2 separate regions of the Ovis aries genome follow, and region 1 is linked to region 2. Evidence: chromatin contacts called from public Hi-C data. All regions are on one chromosome and are shown on one strand. Each heading gives the region's core, a stretch centred on a gene start, on an enhancer-like site or on the middle of the called end of the contact. The rest is flanking DNA. Distances are from core to core; before and after follow the strand shown. Region 1 overlaps KNOP1 (lysine rich nucleolar protein 1). Region 2 overlaps VPS35L (VPS35 endosomal protein sorting factor like).

Region 1 (2,991 bases), core at 63-2,562, 100 kb before region 2:
GCTAATCCTCCACATGCACGAATGGCACGTTCATTCCCAGGGACGTGTTTATTGGATTCTTTCCAACCACAAGGAAGAGAATCCTAAGTGACTTCCATAGAGGAGGTCGAATGTCAGGAGGCACAGAGATGGTGACAGGGCGCTGCCTCATCAGCCTGGGAACAGTGTTTCCAAAGCATTGATGCTGCAGCCAGCCTCACAAACTCCCGGTACCGCCCTCCCGAGTGACATGTGACTACCTTCTCTCCATTCACCTAACATTTTGCTTCCCAGAATATAAGTTCTGCATGGGCCTTTTTCACACCACTTGGCTTGAACTCCCCCGCCAGACATGCTATCTCAGGCAGGCCTGGGCGGCCAGGAAATTCAGTCTCACATGGAAGGGGGAGTCCTGTGTAGGGAGTTGATTCAGCTTCCCATGAAGGAAACAAACGCTTCCTCTCTGCTCTACCATCCTACCCTGGCTTCAGCTTGTTGGAAAGATGGCTGTAGCAATTCCATGCAGCAAATCAAGACACTGGACTATTCCAGAGGGAGAAGAGAAAGCTTCTTGTGGTTCAAGGAAACTTCCAGAAGCCATTTTGTCATAACTTGTTGCCCAGCATTGGGTGCCCAGCGTTGCCCGTCCATTCTTGAGCCAGCCTGGCATGTAGAGGGAAATTCTCAGGCCAGTCAGGGAGATAGGTTCAGATGCTGGCAAGGTGAGTGTGGGTCCATTACTGGCCCAGCGGGCAGAGTGGAGGCCAGTCTGCCTGGGCCCTGGCCAGCAACCATTGGCCAGGTCTAGAGTCCCACATACCTGTGATAGCCGTGATTCTGGTGGCCCTCCACGGATTCAGTCTTGAGATACATAACAGAAGAGGCCTACACGGTAAGGTTCTGCATTGAGTTAGCTCTTCAGGGCATGTCCTCTTCCGACGGGTGGTCTTGATTCACCCTATAGGAACTTGGCCCAGTGTGAAAGGACCAACCACGTCTCTGATCCCTGTGTCTTGCTGAGAGCTCACATCAGTTTGGGCCTGCAAGGCTGTCAGGAAGGACCGTGCTCACCCATGTACTGTGTGATTCTGGAGAGTGGATGAGCAGTTGTCCCCCACCTGTCCCCATCATGGTCCTTCTCGTTAGGGGTGTGATGGTCAGGCCATTCCCCTCTCGCCGTCCAGTGTGTAGTCTCTCTGTGATAGGATTTGACTTTCTAGCACACTGGCTGAAGAGTTCCACTTGGCTTGGGAAGGTTTATTAGTCTGTTCCTGAAGCAGGGTCTAAGCAGAGAAGGTTGGACAGCCAAGACGGCAGGATGCCAGGTGTCCTCAGATTGAACTTAGCCTTGTCTCGGCTGCTCTCGTAGGTGCAGACCATGCTGCTCTAGCGACGGCTCCAGCTCTGAGGTTAACTGGACCTCTCTGTCCTTTTGTAAACTGAACACTGTCTTGAGTCACCCCTCTCCACTTTGCCCCATGTCCTGGGTCCTCCTCAAGCTTTCTGCAAGGTGTTTTTTTGGTGTGATTTTCCATGTTCATTTGTTGATTCTGTGTAGCACACAGCCTCTCTCCACTGGAACAAAGCAGTTTTTGGATTTTTACTCAGAATCTGGGAGAGGTGGGTGGGGGTGTCTGGTATGTAAGCACAGCCAAGGTTTTAGTTGAATATATAACCACCCTGTTCTCAAGCACGTTGGCCTTTTCTCCCTTGGGGATTTCTCACAGACTGACCCTCCTCCTATGTATGGCAAGGGCCTTCCCTCCTTACAATTGCCTTTATCCAGCTGTTCCCCAAACCTCAGGATTCTTAACCACTTTATTCCTTGAGGTGGTTTCCTGCTGTTTCCCACTAAATTCCTCCCTGAGGCCACCCTTCTGCATCTAGATTGGCCCATCAAAAGTATTTGCCGGATTAGAGTTCTTCCCTTAAAAATTGTGTGTTTAGCTCTACAAACAGAACTGTTCAGGTTCTATGCATCCCCCCCCCCCCCCCCCCCCCCGCCCATCCCAGTCCTCATTGGAACCTGTTAATATGTTGTGATAAAACAGGAGTTGAAGGTAGCAGATGGAATTAAGGTTGCTAATCAGTAGTATGATTTGACTGGGTCTACCCAGATAATCCAGGATTAAAAGTATCAATAGAAGACAGAGACAGAAGACTCAAGAGATTTGTAAGAGACACTCAACAAGCTGTCACTAGTTTGAAGACAAAGGAACCCCATGCCAAGGCATGTGGGCGGCCTCTAGAAGCTGGGAAAGGCAAGAAAACCGATTCTCCCTATAGACTCCGGAAGAATGCAGCCCGGCCAACACCTTCATTTTGAAGGAAAGACCACTGGACTTCAGACCAGTAGAGCTGTAAGGTGATAAAACTGTGACATTTTAAACCCCTAAGTGTGGCAGTTTAAAGCAGCAATAAATTAATACAGGTCTCATGCAGGTTTTCATTTTTACCTTATTTCCTAAAAATTTTTTCTTCTGGTTCCATCATTCTTCACTATCGTAGACCTCACGCCATGTAGGCTGCAGTCTTCAGAGACTGGCTAATTTAGTTAACAGGCTGGGGAGCCCACATGAGAACACTGAAAATCTCAGCTTTCACCTGGGCCAGGGTGACGCGTGAATCAGAAGCTGCTTTGGTGTAACGTATCCCTGACCTAATGTGAAAGTCCAAGTTCAGGTTAATGGAAGAGCAATAGAAATTCAGGCTTGACTCGGGCTTGGGCACTGATGCCATCTGGTGTATATAGACTCAAAATAGAAGAAATGACTTAAAAGTGCATAATTTGAATTTGCCAATTGATTTTTCATTTGAACAGTATCATATGGTAAAAGTGGTATAGGAAACGATTTTAATGGAATAATCTTGTGTAATAAAGGCCACTTGGGAATATTTGAGCAATGCCACCATGCTTTCTCAATGTATTTTGTTCAGTACACTCTGCTTCAGTGGAGGCCATTTTCTCAGCAGAATTCTTGGGGTGGGGGTGGGGTGGGGTTCACTGTTAAG
Region 2 (3,017 bases), core at 339-2,838:
ATTAACTAGTTTTAACAACGTGGATGATGGAAGGACGGAAAAGAAGGAAACAGAAAGAGAAGAGAGAAAAAAAAGAGACGATGAACGAAACAGCAAAAGCGAAAGAGACACAGAGAGAGAAAGACAAAAAAGAAAAGGAAAACCAGACAGACAAGACAAGACCGATTAACAGACAAAAAGAAAAGTCAAATTGCAGGTCTGTCTGATGCCATCGCTTCATCCTCCAGGGAAGCAGGAGCAGGACGAGGTGGGATGGCAGTGAAGACAGCCTGTTGTTCTAACTCGAGCAGATAAGCACGCTTCCTCCCGGCAGTGCTAGAACTCAGGAGGAGGAGTGAGACAGAATGGATGCCGTTGCTGCGAGTTCCATGCTAGCCTCATCGTCATCTTTCATTTATGTGACAAAATGAATTTGTGATCTCATTGTCCCAGTATAACCTCCTGAGCGTTCAAAATTGAGCCGCAATAAATTTAATGCAAATATCACTTGGGCATATACTGTAGATGCAAAGTATCTGTTATTTTTGATTTATCTGACATTGTTCTTTAATATAAAATTAGCTCTATAAAGCAATTTGCTTCTTAGGAAAGATATATAGGAAAAATATTAAAATGTCAAGCAGCAGAGAAATTTAAGTTGGTATAAAAGTTCAGTTGAATCTAATCATAGGACCTTTCCATTCTTGCAGATTCAAATTACTTGCTCAAATCCCTAGCTGGGCTGCTTTTCAAAGACTGAGATGATCAAAAAACTGTAACAGTGTTTCTTTAACTTTTAACACACAAAAAATTTCAGGTCTCAATAAATCCTGACTTGATATAAACCTTCTAACCCCGACTTGAGGGCAGAATGAAACCCGTTGGAACAGCTATGACATTACCTGGTAAGACACTGCGGTTATCCACACACATGGAAAAGATGCGCTCGTAAACCAGCTTCCCTGGGGAGAAAAGGACATATGGCGTCAGCATCATGCCCTTCAGGTGCAAACACTAAATTAACATTTCTTAATTAGGGACAGAGATGGTGCCAGCGCCAGGATGAGCTTCAACTTGTGAGAGTATGCTGCCACCTAGTGGACCCAATGTTTAAGCCATGATTCTTCTCGATTTTAATTAAAACAGGGAACTTCACTTTCTGTGAAGAGGCAGAAAAGTGATCCTTCACTTATGCCAGGCAAAGTAAGTCAGACAGAGAAAGGCAAATACTGTCTTTCACTTATATGATTTCACTTATATGTGAAATCTAAAAGCAAACCAACAAACAACAAATAACAGAGAGTAACAGATACAAAGAACAAACAGGTGGTTGCCAGGGAGGAGGGGAAGGAGAGAAACAATGAGGGAGATAAATGACTCATGCGTATGAAATGTAGTTATGGGAAATATAGACAATAATTACGTATTATCTTTATATCATGATAAATACTAATGACTTATTGTGGAGATCATTTTGAAATCACTGTGTTATATAACAGGAACTAACGCACGTCAGTTTTACTTCAAAAAGAAACAAGCAGAGCCTGGGATCTACAGGCTCTGTGGTGGGGTCAATGGCAACCTCCAAGAGGGCTTACGCCAAGGGGAACCTTCCAGGACTGCAGCGGCTAGTACCCGTTCCCAAGGTGAGCCACCTCCTCAAGGTCTCCACAAGAGACTCTCCAACACATCTGATAGGCTGAAAGTGTTAGCCACTTAGTTGTCCAACTCTTTGCAACCTCATGTACTGTAGCCCACCAGGCTCCTCTGTCCATGGAATTCTTCAGATGAGAATACTAGATTGGGTTGCCATTTCCTCCTCCAGGGGATCTCCCCAACCCAGGGAATGAGTCTCCCGAATCTTCTGCACTGCAGGCAGATTCTTTACCACTAAACCACCAGGGAAGCCCCTGAGGCACTTGAAAATATGCTTGTGTGGAATCTGTCCTCAGAGGTTCTAATGTAAATGGTCTGGGGCACAGCTTGGCCACTGAAAGTGTTCTTAAAGCTCTCCAGGTATGTAACTGAAGACGAGAACCACAGCTCCAAACCATGGATTCAATTTAGAAGTTCCTAAGAAGCCTCAGGGACCGAGCCCCAGTTCTCAAAGCTACCTGCCTTTGACCTCCTGGCAGAAAGCATTTGGTTACCTGCAGTCACAGGCTCTCCAAGGCAGCCACATCTGATGCCGAGAGAGGCCTCCTGAGATGGGCACAGAACTCCGAGCACTGGGACTGCATGTGCACAGCACAGCAGGCCACGCTGGGCAGCCGTGTGACTTCTCACACCTCCTCAGGTGTGTGGACCCAACTTCAGAGAACCCAATGCCTTTACTCCACAAAAAGCTTACCATCTCTCCAAAACCGGCCTTCTTTTTTTTTTTTTTAAAAAAAGACATTTTTGTATTTCACCTTCATATTCTAAGGGGCCTTTAACTACTAAACCATTTTCAGCCAAAAGAGCTGGGTGAACATTTGTTTTCCTTTGTTAACTTCAGTTTAGTTCAATCACTCAGTCGTGTCCAGCTCTTTGTGACCCCATGAACCACAGCACACCAGGCCTCCCTGTCCATCATCAACTCCCAGAGTTTACCCAAACTCATGTCCATTGAGTCGGTAATGCCATCCAACCATCTTATCCTCTGTCATCCCCTTCTCCTCCTGCCCTCAATCTTTCCCAGCATCAAGGGTCTTTTCAATTGAGTCAACTCTTCGCATCAGGTGGCCAAAGTATTGGAGCTTCAGCTTCAGCATCATTAAGTTAGTGGACAACTATTTTGAGAAATAACACCTGATCCTAGATTCCTTTCCTTTCTTGATTCACTTTCTTATAAACCAAAGACACTGAAATACAAGAGATCAGTGACAACAGTTAACATTTTCTGAGCACCTTACTTTGACACTGACCCTGCCAGTTCCTAGAAGGGGACAGACATCATGTGCCTCCTGCACATTCTCCCAATTAAAATTCTCCCCAGAAGTTCCCAGAGGCAAGGTCTACATTCCACAAGTGAAGGTGCGGGAACTTCACAATGGGAA

The links. A called contact is a pair of places that touch in the nucleus more often than the background predicts.
Region 1: a Hi-C map of hypothalamus shows a contact between it and region 2, with 2.2 times the contacts expected there. The contact joins two enhancer-like sites. A contact is called at or near these places in 4 of 16 Hi-C or Micro-C datasets (hypothalamus, mixed tissues, skin fibroblasts and 1 more).

Annotation. Positions count from the first base shown.
Region 1 is chr24:17,770,757-17,773,747 of ARS-UI_Ramb_v3.0, reverse strand. KNOP1 (lysine rich nucleolar protein 1) reads left to right here. Exons shown (of 5, transcript XM_027961691.2): 5 at 1-2,888. Among named protein-coding and RNA genes, the nearest start is that of IQCK, 16 kb to the left of the region's middle. Within about 2 kb of position 1,312, at least 14 of the 54 cell types and tissues checked have an H3K27ac peak or open chromatin away from gene starts, as enhancers often do. A contact at or near this core is called in hypothalamus, where this site is marked.
Region 2 is chr24:17,670,267-17,673,283 of ARS-UI_Ramb_v3.0, reverse strand. It overlaps VPS35L (VPS35 endosomal protein sorting factor like), which reads right to left. Exons shown (of 31, transcript XM_060405752.1): 9 at 882-941. Among named protein-coding and RNA genes, the nearest start is that of VPS35L, 43 kb to the right of the region's middle. Within about 2 kb of position 1,588, at least 4 of the 54 cell types and tissues checked have an H3K27ac peak or open chromatin away from gene starts, as enhancers often do. A contact at or near this core is called in hypothalamus, where this site is marked.